Regions from separate parts of the Mus musculus genome. Here region 2 is linked to region 1. Evidence: chromatin contacts called from public HiChIP or PLAC-seq data. All regions are on one chromosome and are shown on one strand. The core of a region is the stretch at or near the end of the contact, and the rest is flanking DNA. Distances in the headings are between cores, read along the strand shown. Region 1 has its middle 31 kb from the start of Gm32908. Region 2 holds the start of Oscp1 (organic solute carrier partner 1).

The links. HiChIP or PLAC-seq counts read pairs in DNA pulled down with a chosen protein or histone mark.
Region 2: an H3K27ac HiChIP or PLAC-seq map of embryonic stem cells shows a contact between it and region 1, with 6 read pairs. The contact joins the promoter of Oscp1 here to the enhancer-like site in region 1. A contact is called at or near these places in 1 of 15 datasets of contacts at CTCF or cohesin (embryonic stem cells), 7 of 484 Hi-C or Micro-C datasets (the HPC-7 cell line, embryonic stem cells, macrophages and 1 more) and 5 of 115 datasets of contacts at active chromatin or transcription factors (bone marrow-derived macrophages and embryonic stem cells).

The regions. Positions count from the first base shown.
Region 1 is chr4:125,990,055-125,996,447 of GRCm38.p6, reverse strand. No RefSeq gene overlaps it. Among named protein-coding and RNA genes, the nearest start is that of Gm32908, 31 kb to the left of the region's middle. Within about 2 kb of position 4,092, at least 9 of the 459 cell types and tissues checked have an H3K27ac peak or open chromatin away from gene starts, as enhancers often do. A contact at or near this core is called in embryonic stem cells, where this site is marked.
Region 2 is chr4:126,054,641-126,061,033 of GRCm38.p6, reverse strand. It overlaps Oscp1 (organic solute carrier partner 1), which reads right to left and starts at 2,469. Exons shown (of 10, transcript NM_172701.3): 1 at 2,242-2,469. The coding sequence starts at 2,353. It overlaps Mrps15 (mitochondrial ribosomal protein S15), which reads right to left. Exons shown (of 8, transcript NM_025544.2): 7 at 5,882-6,073; 8 at 5,498-5,654. The coding sequence ends at 5,517.

The sequences.
Region 1 (6,393 bases), core at 2,843-5,342:
CCAGTAAGGAACATCCCTCCATGGCCTCTGCATCAGCTCCTGCTCCCTAACCTGCTTGAGTTCCAGTCCTGACTTCCTTTAGTGATGAACAGCAACATGGAAGTGTAAGCTGAATAAACCCTTTCCTCCCCAACTTGCTTCTTGGTCATGATGTTTGTGCAGGAATAGAAACCCTGACTAAGACAACTATCTAGTGAGTTTAAGGACAGCCTGGGTTCTATGAGACCTTGTATCAAAAACATGTGATATGGAGAGGTGTATATACCTAGATACTCAGGAACTTAAATTAAAAGACAAGGTTAAACATACTTGGAAATCAACTGGATGCGACATTCGGACAGAGATTCTGCCTCATGGGAAGAAGAAATAGCATGATCCCTGGCACCAAGGAAGGGTAAGACTGGTGACCACATTCCATGGAGGTACGTGTGTGTGTGTGTATTTATGTATGTGAAGATGAACATGTATGTGGAGGCCAAAGGAGAATCTCAGATTTCATTCCTTAGGAGCTGTCCACCTTGTGTTTTTGAGATTTCTTTGTTGTTGTTGTTGTTGTTGTTGTTGTTTTTATCTGTTTTGTTTTGTTTTTTGAGACAGGGTTTCTCCGTGTAGCCCTGACTGTCCTGGAACTCACTCTGTAGACCAGGTTGGCCTCGAACTCAGAAATCCGCCTACCTCTGCCTACCAAGTGCTGGGATTAAAGGCGTGTGCCACCACCGCCTGGCTCAGAACCATGGATTTTTAACTCAGATGGCTGAGAGAAGTTTTCGCTGCTCTCTGAAACATCACAAGCCAAACCTCCATTGTCTGCACTGCTCTCAACATTGTTGTCTTCCAGGCTTCTACAGAACATCCTTACTGAGTGTTTGACAATCAATGGCTTTTCTAGTCCAAATTTCCAAAGTCCTACCACATCCTCCCCCTACGAAAAGACATGGTCAGGTCTGTCACATTAACGCCAACTATGTTGGTAACAATTTCTGTCTTAATTAGGGTTTCTTTTGCTGTGATGAAACACCCTGACCAAAAGCAAGTTGGGGAGGGATGGGTTTATTTGATTTATACTTCCACATCACGGTTCACTGAAGGAAGTCAGGACAGGAACTCAAACAGGGCAGGAACCTGGAGGCAGGAGCAGGAGGTTGAGGGCAGGGAGTGGTGCTGGCTTGCTCCCCATAGCTTGCTCAGCTGGCTTTTTTTTTTTTTTAATAGAACCCCGTACTACCTGCCCAGGGGTGGCCCCACCCACAATGGGCTGGGCTCTCTCACATCACTTATTAATTAACCACTGATTAAGAAAATGTCTACAGCCCAGTCTTTTTTTTTTTTTTTTTTTTTTTTTTTTTTTTTTTTTTTGGTTTTTCGAGACAGGGTTTCTCTGTATAGCCCTGGCTGTCCTGGAACTCACTTTGTAGACCAGGCTGGCCTCGAACTCAGAGATCCACCTGCCTCTGCCTCCCGAGTGCTGGGATTAAAGGCGTGTGCCACCACGCCCGGCTTACAGCCCAGTCTTATGGAGGCATTCTTTTCTCACTTGTGGCTCCCTCTTCTCCTGTGACTCTAGCTTGCATCAAGTTGACATAAAACTAAGATAGCACAACTGACCCTTGGTCAACCTGGCACACAAACACATCACTAAGAAGCCACAACCTTTCTTTTCTTATTCACCCCCAAGATCTCACATTAAAAACATAAGTAACTTAAAAACTCTCATAGTCTGTACAAATTCAAACACATTAAAACTTCAGTTCCTTTAAAATATCCAGCCAGGGCACAGTCACAGTCAAAAGCAAAAACCAAACTCCAGCTGTGTAAAAAACTCAGTATCTAATGTCTGGGATGCACTCATGACCTCTGGGCTTCTCCTAAAGGCTTGGGTCATTTCTCCTTTGCCGCCTGGTGCTGCACACAGATTGTGTCCTAGGCTTAGGTTGGCTCCATGCTATACCTGCTGCTGTCCTTGGTGGTCATCCCATGATACTGGCATCTCCAAAATGCTGGGGTCTTCTGCTGTAGCTGGACTGAACTTTTACCAAAAGCCTCTCCTGGGATTTCTTCAGAGACTCCAGCCCTGCGGCATAGCACCAAGCCTCAGCTGCTCTCCATGACTCCTTCATGCCTTCAAAACCAGTACCACCTGGGAGATTCTTAGACAACTAAGCTCAGCTGCCAACAGGAAGTACAGCTGTGACTGCTTCTGGAACACAGCTCCTGTATGATTCAAGGCATCAGCAGTGCAATGTAAAAATATGAACATTGCTGTGTTGATAAAATGATATGGAGAGAAGAGTATGTTTGGTGAATGTGTAATCAGGTGTGTGTGTGGGGGCGAGGGGGTGCCTCCGAGGGCCCATGCTGAGGCATCCCTTCCCCCTGAGGGACCAGCCACAGAATAGTAGAGAGGGGAGTTGAGAGGGTAGGGGGGGAGGGAGAGAGAGAGAGAGAGAGAGAGAGAGAGAGAGAGAGAGAGAGAGAAGAAGAAGAAGAAGAAGAAGAAGAAGAAGAAGAAGAAGAAGAAGAAGAAGAAGAAGAAGAGGAGGAGGAGGAGGAGGAGGAGGAGGAGGAGGAGGAGGAGGAGGAGAAGGAGGAGAAGGAGGAGGAGGAGGAGGAGGAGGAGGAGGAGGGAGGAGGAGGAGGAGGAGGAGGAAAGTAGAGAAGTCATGAGCATGCGGAGAGAGGGGGTAAGGGATGAGAGGACAGAGCAAAGCAGGAAGGCAAGAGAGCAAGAGAGAGAGAGGAGGGGGCAAGCATCTCCCTTTTATAGGGAGTCAGTGTTGCCAGGTAACTGTGGGACGGGGCTTAAACAAAATGTTAACAAATATATTCCAGTAACAGAAACTAATATTTCAGAATCAGTAGAACCATTCAATTTATCTAGTTATTTTTTAATATGTGGGTTCTGAGGCTCGAACTAAGGTCCTTTCTAGGGGTTGGACTAAGGTTGTCATGATTGCAAGTACTTCATCAGCTGAGCCTCCTCCCTAGCCACCTGCCCTGGGAACTTTCCGAGGGAACACCCCTGCTGTAGAGTACTTTGGTTCAGAGGTTTGACAAGGAGAGGCAGGGACAGGGCCAGCTCAGAGAAAGAGTCAGCAGGCTGTGGGATGCCTTATGTCCCCTTTAAGCTGCCATAGTTCCAAAGCAGTGTGTAGGGGGAGACCCTAGTGGAGCCTGTCTCAAGGAAGAAGCTGGTGGCTTATCCTTGGCACTCGGGTCCAGTCTGTGATGGTGAGGTCTGGCTAGCATTGGGAGTCTAAGGATAAAGGTCACAGCTGGCCAAGTGCTTGGCTTCAGGCTGCTCCTGACAGCACTTGCAATCCTGGGACAGCCTTCCTCACGTGCCTTGGTCATGGTCATTCCCAGAGGCCAGGACTCACTCATCCAGAAGCTATAAGCTTCAGCTTCCTGACTAGAGGCTAGTGCCAGCCTGGCATGGCCTTGGTAGGGACAGAATGACATGTTTCTTTTCTTACTCACCCCCAAGATCTCACATTAAAAACATAAATAACTTAAAAACTCTCATAGTCTGTACAAATTCAAACACATTAAAACTTCAGTTCCTTTAAAATATCCAGCCAGGGCACAGTCACAGTCAAAAGCAAAAACCAAACTCCAGCTGTGTAAAAAACTCAGTATCTAATGTCTGGGATGCACTCATGACCTCTGGGCTTCTCCTAAAGGCTTGGGTCATTTCTCCTGGTGCTGCACACAAATTAGGTGTGGGCATAAGGCTTGTTTGTATAATAATGTACATATTTTCGTCTTCCCCTGAGGATTGTCCTCCTTGTTAACATTAATGAGTCTGGGAGGCGAAGGTGTGGCTAATGTCTCAGCACAATGGTAAAACACTGGGACCTTCAGGACAGCCCTTAAGGCTATGCAAAAATATAAGGATGCAATATGAATTGTATAAAGCTTCACAGATCTAAAGGAACAGAGGCACCTGCACTATGAGCCAGCTTGTCAGAGAGATACAAAGGCAGGCAGATACAAAGGCAGGCAGATTCCTGAGTTCAAGGTCAGCCTAGGACAGTGCAAACTTAGGTTCTGGCCAGGGCAGAACCCCAGGGTGGAGTCCCACCCAGCTCTCTTAGGGTCATGGAATGCTGATTCATGGGGATGGCCAAGAGGGAACTTGAAATAAATGACTGATGCCGGGTGTGGTGGCACACACCTTTAATCCCAGCACTCGGGAGGCAGAGGCAGGTGGATTTCTGAGTTCGAGGCCAGCTGGTCTACAAAGTGAGTTCCAGGACAGCCAGGGCTATACAGAGAAACCCTGTCTTGAAAAACCAAAAAAAAAAAAAAAACCCAAAACAACAACAACAACAAAAAAACCAACCAACCAAACAAAAAACCTTGCCTTTTGGTCTGCAGGAGATGAGCTAGCAGTTATTTTTTAAAGTTTTTTTTTTTCCCTAGTGAGAGCTGACCTGTTTGGAGAGCTCTTGAGATTAAACACAGCTCTTCAAGACTTTCTAACAGGATTTCTGATTTTAGTCAGAAAATCCATGGAGAGCAAACATGACTCTTTTAGAATTTTTTCTTTTTCTTTTTTGTTTGTTTGTTTTATTTTGTTTTTTTGTTTTTCGAGACAGGGTTTCTCTGTGCAGCCCTGGCTGTCCTGGAACTCACTTTGTAGACCAGGCTGGCCTCAAACTCAGAAATCTGCCTGCCTCTGCCTCCCAAGTGCTGGAATTAAAGGTGTGTGCCACCACTGCCCGGCTTAGAATTTTTTTCTAGCAGGATTTCTTGGTCAGAAATCCTGAGAATTACTTAGAGAGCAGGCACAGCTCTTCTGGAATGTTTCTAGGAGCAATCCAGAGACGGCGACCTGAAGAGTGAACACAGCTCTTTAGAGGTTGGATTTTTTATTTTTTATTTTTCTGATTTTAATTGGAAAACCCAAGAACTAACTCTAGAATTTTTCTAACACAGGATTTCTGACTTGGTCAGAAGAGCAAGAATTTTTTTTATAGCCACTTTTCTGACATTGGTCTGAAAACTCATGAGCTATCCAGAGAGCTTTTAGAATTTTTACTAGCAGAGAGAGCTGTCTTGAACAGAAAGCTAGCTGTTAGAGCTTTTAGAATAACAAGAAAAAGAGCAGAGCAGAACTGAGGACAGACAGACAGACAGACAGACAGACAGACACACACACACACACACACACACACACATACACACAGAGCCTGGAAAGCCATCTTAGCACAACATAGGCTGCCGGCTTAGACCCACAATTTGACTTTGAGTCTTGTTTTTGCCACTCTCAGACACCCTTTCTCTCAGAACCTCGACCGAGCCGAGGCTGGTCCTTGGCAGGCAAGGCTGGTCAGATGTTCCCACCCATGTTCAAGCCTTGTCTCTGATGGATAACACACACTTCCCATGCCTCCTCCATTCTGAGCCCAGGATCTGTGCTCACTGCTGGGCTGGCTTGTCCTTTCTGGGAAAGAGGAATTATAGAAGTTCTCAGGGCAACTTAGCTTCCTCCTGACTATGAACAAGCAAAAACCAGGGACAGCACTGTAGGCTACAAGCCTTGAGCCCAAGGCACAGCCCTCAATCTGTCATACCCATTGCACAGATGGGGAAAACAGAGACATGATGATATTTATAGTCATATAAATCCGGCCATGGGTTTGGCCCTTGGGAGAGCAGAGTCTTATGTTCATGACAGTCATGATGAGGTCCCCATTCCTGCATAGCCAGCCCATCAGCACCCAGGCTCCCTCATCTGCAGATCTGTGTTTGCCTGATCCCAGATGCACACTTCACACCACTCTCAATTTTCCATCCTGCCTCTAACGCTGAGTCTGGTCAGATAGGGGCTCCCTTATGTCAAGAACTGGGTGGTCCCTTCCTTATCTAAATCTACATAAAACATCTGAGACTTGAATTGAAGCAGGGAGATAATTTTTGTTTTGCTGTGACTTGTCACTTGAAGGAGATCTCGTTGGCCCCCTGAGGCAGAGAGAGCATCCTGAGTCCTAATTTGATGCTTTCTTTGAGAGACCTCCGAACTGGTCTTTTTGAGGGTTGACCCATCTTCCTTACCAAGCCGGTTTCTTGGTGCTCTCCACTGGTGGCCAGCAGGTGGCGCTGCAGTCCCAGTTTTGCAGGGCTTAGCTCTGTTCTTGCTTGGGGCTTGGTCTACTTACTGTCTGGGGTGGGTCCAATAACTGTAGTCATTGAGAATCCTTTTCCGTGTGTGTGTGTGTGTGTGTGTGTGTGTGTGTGTGTGTGTGTGTGTGTGTGTGTGTGTGTGTGTGTGTGTTTGTGTGTGTGTGCGCGTGTGTGTGTGTGTGTGTGTGTGTGTGTTTGTGTGTGAGAGACTTTACTGAGGGCCAGTTCACAGTATGCCTTTTGTCTCAGCTGCTTGCTATCCTGAGA
Region 2 (6,393 bases), core at 1,220-3,719, 66 kb before region 1:
AACTCACTCTGTAGACCAGGCTGGCCTCGAACTCAGAAATCCGTCTGCTTCTGCCTCCCGAGTGCTGGGATTAAAGGCGTGCGCCACCACGCCTGGCTCAGACCTCCTCTTGAAAGGCAACACCAACTACTAATTGTGTGAACATGAAATGCACATTATAGCTTCGCTCTCAGGTGTGTATTATTATCATCATTTTATAGAGAAACAAGCTTACAGAGGTCATCACACTTGAAGATCCCGCAGCTAGCTACATGTGGGATCTAGACTTGTATGCCTTCAAAGGCCACGTTAATAATGTAAATTGCTAATTTACACTGTCCTCCAAGATGCGGACTATCTAGAGAAATCGAGCCTGCCCCTCCACTAGGGCTATTAGCCTGAGTGAAATCGCATCACACAGGCAGCAAGAAACAAGCCTCCCGAGGAAGGAACACAATGGCGTATAACAACACCGGCAGGTTGCTCCTCAACCCTGTAGTGAGCACTGATTTATTCTCATCTGCGAGTCGAGTGCTAGATGCTGAAGTACAAACATGTGTAAGACAAACAAGTGGGGAGACACAGGCAAACAGTTGAGCATCGATCTGCCAGCCATGTGGTAAGGTAAGAGAAGCACGGGAGGACACAGTGAGAACAGAAGCAGGTCCTTCTGAGGAAGGAGGGAGGCTCCTGAGGGACGAGACTCTTCAGGAGGTCGGGGAAAGGACGGAGTCATGAAGGACACAGGTTAAAGATCTACACACACTTTGGTGTGATTGGGACTCAAAGTGTCTGTACTGGCTAGTTTTGTGTCAACTTGACACAGCTGGAGTTATCACAGAGAAAGGAGCTTCAGTTGAGGAAATGCCTCCATGAGATCCAACTCTAAGGCATTTTCTCAATTAGTGATCAAGGGGAAAGGCCCCTTGTGGGTGGGACCATCTCTGGGCTGGTAGTCTTGAGTTCTATAAGAGAGCAGGCTGAGCAAGCCAGGGAAGGCAAGCCAGTAAAGAACATCCCTCCATGACCTCTGCATCAGCTCCTGCTTCCTGACCTGCTTGAGTTCCAGTCCTGACTTCCTTTGGTGATGAACAGCAGCATGGAAGTGTAAGCCGAATAAACCCTTTCCTCCCCAACTTGCTTCTTGGTCATGATGTTTGTGCAGGAATAGAAACCCTGACTAAGACAGTGTCCTAATCGGAGGGCCCCAACGTGTTCTGCCTAGGACTTGGTCTCCATTTAGACAGGAGTGGAAGGTTGTCGGCAATTTTGAGGAGAGACATACTAGACATATTTGCATTTTATAAAGCCCCACTAGACATATTTGCATTTTGTAAAGCCCCTGGTAGCAAGGCTGGGAATGAATGGAAGGGAGTGGTCCAGAGGGTTCTCTTGTCTGTTTACGTATGCACTTACACAAAATCAGACACACCATCTGAATGTGCCTGTTTAACATCAATGGAGGGGACATAAGCTGTTGGGAGGAAATCGAGCTTTCATTAGTGTTCAGTTGTCCTTTAGATAAATGTTTACTCCTCTGCCTACAAATACAATAGCCCAGCAAATTTGGTGAACAAAGTTGTTTGCTGAGAAGTAAGATAGACTGGCAGCGTGTTTTGGGTGGTCGTTTCTCTCTGCACTACACATGGCATAATTTTGCATTTTATAAGCCTTCCAAAAGTATTTTCACAATTGCAACCCCTTCCAACACTTGCAAAATCAAGAAGCATGTTTTCGTTCTTATCTATATTATTTTGGGGCCCTACATTTCTAGAAATGGCTTCTGAAATGAGCATGACCAGGCTTCTGCTTACGTAGGAGGACAGAGACGCGGGCGTCCCCATCTGTTTTGTGGGGGTTAACGGATGGTTATACCTGCCAAAAGTATCTTGTCAACTGTAACTACTTTTGGAAATAGACAGATTTCCAGAGACTGGGAAATCGAGGGCTCAGGCACTGTAAGTATGTCCAATGTATTAGGCTTCTCTGTGGGGAAATGCTCTTTTGGAGAATTAATTTGACTCCGGAGGGCTTCCAACTGCATGGGCTCTGCGTCTTTTGAGAAAGATACCCGGCTGTCAAAGAGAAGTGCGCAGAGGCATCGGTTTGGCTATTGGGATGAGGGGAAGGGGGTCAGGTGCCGGTCGGCCTGGGTATCAGGACGGAGGTTGGAGGGGGGCTGGTGCTAGGCTGCGGTTCTGTATAGGGACATTTAGTGCGGTGAGGAAGGGAACAGATCAAGGCTGCGGGGGCGTTACTTACCTTTGCGGGCCTTGTCTCCGGGGATGTTCTGGGCCCTCAGTCGCTGGTCTAGGACGTAAAGCATCTCCCCGCCCAAGTTCAAAAAGAGCAGCGGCAGAGTCCGAACCGACATAGTGCCGGAAACCCGCAGGGTAGATGAAGGAAGAACCCCAGGGTTTGTGATTTAGCAGCCTGGAGGCCCCTACGCGTCCATAGCCCGGTTGCTGGGGCAACGCCGGGAACAGAAAGGCGAACCAATCACATGGTGGATTGATAGGAGGTGGCCGAAGACCGGCGCTTATTGGGTTAAGTGACAAAGATCGCTTCAGGGGATTGGTTCAAACGGAGGCGCGCACCTTTGGCCTCCCGGGAGCGCTGGTTTTGAGTTTTCCAGTTTAGCTTTGGTGTCGCCGGGAGCGTTCCAGCCAGCCGCGCGTATCTGCCGTGGCCCAGCCATCGCACCGGAAACTAGGAAAATCAACCCCAGCGTCTTCGGAGTCGTTCGCCTAGAGTCGTCTAGCGTCCCGGTCCGCCATGGCCTGCTGTGCTGCGGGCAGATTTGTGAACTATCTCCCAGGGACGTGCAGAGGAACCAGTGAGGTCATGGCAAGCGCCACGAAGGCATTCTGAGTTATTATAATCCCTCATCTCGATTAGTTATATCATTTGTCTCCTTTCTAACCCCTCCTGGAAGCGATGTTACGCCGGATTTACTACTCAGTGAGGCAACCCAGCCCGGCCCTCCTAGCAACTTAAGTAGCACCCTCGCGTTTCTTCACCTACGGCTGGACCTTTTCAGACGATTCGTCATCAGTGTTTCTGCTAAGCACTTCTCTCTCCAGCCACAGCAATCTTGAGACTTGAGCTTTGGAACCTACATCCACCTCCTTTAATAATCAGCCACTTCCTCCTTTTCCTTGTAGAATCCTCGCATTCCTTAATTCCCCTTTCTGCATTCCTACGTTCCTCTGTGTCACTGCTCTGATGCTGTTGGACTAAATTTCAAAAGGCGCCGCTTACAAAACACAGCTCATTCCTTCAATGTCTTCCTTCCTGCTTGTGGCATCCTCCACGTCACACCTTCTAGTCGTTTTTCTTTCCTCCCAAGAGCCAAACTTTTTAAAATTGTCTAGTACAACTTGAACCTTTTTGTTTTGTTTTGAAACAGGGTTTCTCTGTGTTGTCCTGGCTGTCCTGGAACTTGCTCTGTAGACCAGGCTGGCTTCAAACTCGGAGATCCACCTGCTTCAGGCTCTGGGAGTGCTGTGACCCGGCACATGAGCTTAACACCTCAGCCCCACCTGTAATAAACATCTTTATCTTCTGGTGGGCCTTATGCATTTTGTTATCTGCCCAGCTTCCAACACTATCTCAAGTTTTGGCAGAACACGGTCCCTTTCAGAGTTTGCCTCTGTGTACTGTCAGACTGGATAGGGTCAAGACAGAGCAGCAAGGTGTGGCTGCACTTGCCTTTGATCCCAGCACTTTGTAAGCAGAGTCCAGCCTGGTCTACATAGCAAGTTCTAGGACAGTCAGGACTGGGTCCCTGTCTTTAAAACCAACAAAAATCAGGCTGGAGAGATGGCTCAGCGGTTAAGATCACTGACTGCTCTTCCGAAGGTCCTGAGTTCAATTCCCAGCAACCACATGGTAGCTCACACCCATCCGTAACGAGATCTGGCGCCCTCTTCTGGAGTGTCTGAAGACAGCTACAGTGTACTTACATATAATAAATGAATAAATCTTTAAAAACAAAAATCCAAAACCAGAGAGAGCTAGGTTTGAACACTAGTCAGCTTTCAAAATTGGACAAGTTGTCTATGTTTCGTAAGCCTGTTTTCAATAGAAAATAGGACAGTGGCCGCAAAAACCTTTAATCTCAGCACTTGGAAGGCAGAGGCAGGTGGATTTTTAAACTCAAGGCCAGTCTGGTCTACAGAGTTCCAGGACAGTCTGGAACCCCCTTACCTTCCCCTCCTCCCCTACAAAAAAATAGAAAGGCAGCCGGCTTGAGGAATAAAGGATTTAAGTATCAGGCAATATTGAAGTGCCCATGGCTGCATTTAAGAGTGCCTTCCCTGCAGGCCTGATCCACTGCTGTGGCGTTCTCTCCCAAGGCTGGTGCCTGGTCCTGTAGCACAGGACCTCTACACAGGTCTCCATCTCATTAAGGCCTCCCTCAGTGTTCCTGGAGGTGATAACCAAACAGTCCAGCTTCACTTCTGATTCTATCCACTCACCTCCTCCTCCATCTCAGAGATGATCTCAATTTTCCCATCCTCACATGGCCCATTTTTTTTTTTTTTTTTTATTACATATCTTCTCTTGGCGATTAAACTTTTGGAGAAAGGGTTTCATGTAGTCTAGACTGGCCTCAAAGTAGCCATGCAACTCAAGATAGCCTTGAAATGATAATGTCTCTCCCAAGTACTGGAACTAGTCATTCAAACACCAGGGCTCAGTATCCATAGGCAACCACACACCCAGGGCCTCAGGTACCTCAACAGCTCCCAAACTGCGCTGGTTCAGCCCTCATCCCTCATCTCTCAACTGCTCTTAGGTAGCACATTAACACATCTTTCTCTTGGTGGCATTCCCTTCTTTTTTTCTTTTTTTGGTTTTTCAAGACAGGGTTTCTCTGTGTAACCTTGGTTGTCCTGGAATTCACTCTGTATACTAGGCTGGGTTCAAACTCAAGAGATCTGCCTGCCTCTGCTTCCTGAGTGCTGGGTTTAAAGGCGTGCATCACCACTGGCTGGCAAGCTGAATGTTTTTTTGTTTTGTTTTGTTTTTCCAGACAGGGTTTCTCTGTATAGTCCTGGCTGTCCTGGAACTCACTTTGTAGACCAGGCTGGCCTTGAACTCAGAAATTCGCCTGCCTCTGCTTCCCAAGTGTTGGGATTAAAGGCGTGCGCCACCACTGCCCGGCAAACTGAATGTTTTTATACCTGAGTCCCATTCACAGACTGAAGCCCTAACTCCAAAGTTACAGTGTTTGAGTCTCACTGTTCCTGTCAGCCTTTAGATTTCTTTCCCTTTTAACTTGCAGTTCTTCTGCCTAAATGCCGTTTCTCTTGGCCAGTGAACTCCTCATCCTTTAGGACCGTCCAGTAGACAGCTACGGCCACCGGCATTACCACTCTGAAACACCATGTATTTGTTTCTATGACTGCGTCCTCTGGGGTGATGGCAGGGACTCTGCCTCCAAGATCCCAGAGCAAAATTAAAAATAAACTCCTCTTGCTCAGGTTAAAAAGAAGGCCATCTTCCATCATTCTTCACGGGAACAGACTTTATTAGTTCACTTGGGTCTTCTCTGGTACGGCATTTGAAGGGTTCTCTGGCACCCCCTCATTTTTTTCTTTTTTGGCAGCAGCTGCAGCAGCTTTTAAGGCCCTTTTTTGCTTCTTCAGCTTTTGCACCTCCTGGTAAACCTGGTGGTTGAAAGGGGGTAAGAAAAGACTTTGTAATTTTATGTAAGACCTTGGATCTGGAGCAGGTCGGTGGGAACTATCTCAGTGGAAACCCTATTTTTTTCTGCATGTGTTGGTGACCTGAGCCAGTTCTAGGCCTTGGTCAGAAGCAGACTGCTTCTCTCTCCTACTCTTTGTACCTCAGTTCAGGGAGGCTGATCAAAGCAACCAACTGTATGACTTCGTACCCGAATGCACAGAGCCTTCTTGGCCAGGAAGCGGCGGTGAACCTTTTGGAAATGCAGAGGGGGTAAGGTATATTCCACCCCTAGCTCCTTGCATGTCTTTTCGAAGACATCATAGTTGGTCTGACGGAGGATTTTGAGCAACTTTTTCCTCCGGTCGATGCTCATCAGCAGATGGCGTTTGTGGGCTTTGTCCTATAGGAGAGGCTGTATTAGTATCAGTCATTGTTTTGAGACAAGGACTCACTTTGTAACCCAGGCTGGCCTCAAACACATGGCAATTCTCCTGTCTTAGCTTCCTGCTTGCTGGGATGACAGGCTTAAGCCATTATACTTACTCCTAATTTCAGTATTTAAGTATTAGCATTTCTTCCCATTAATGAAAATATGGTCATCTCATCAATTAATTGAAATGCCCCTACAATCTGATGTAAACATTACTACAATTCTGCAGGAGCTATTGTCATTGTTCACAGTTTACAGACAGGAAAACAGGTTTAGAGAACTTATTTGCC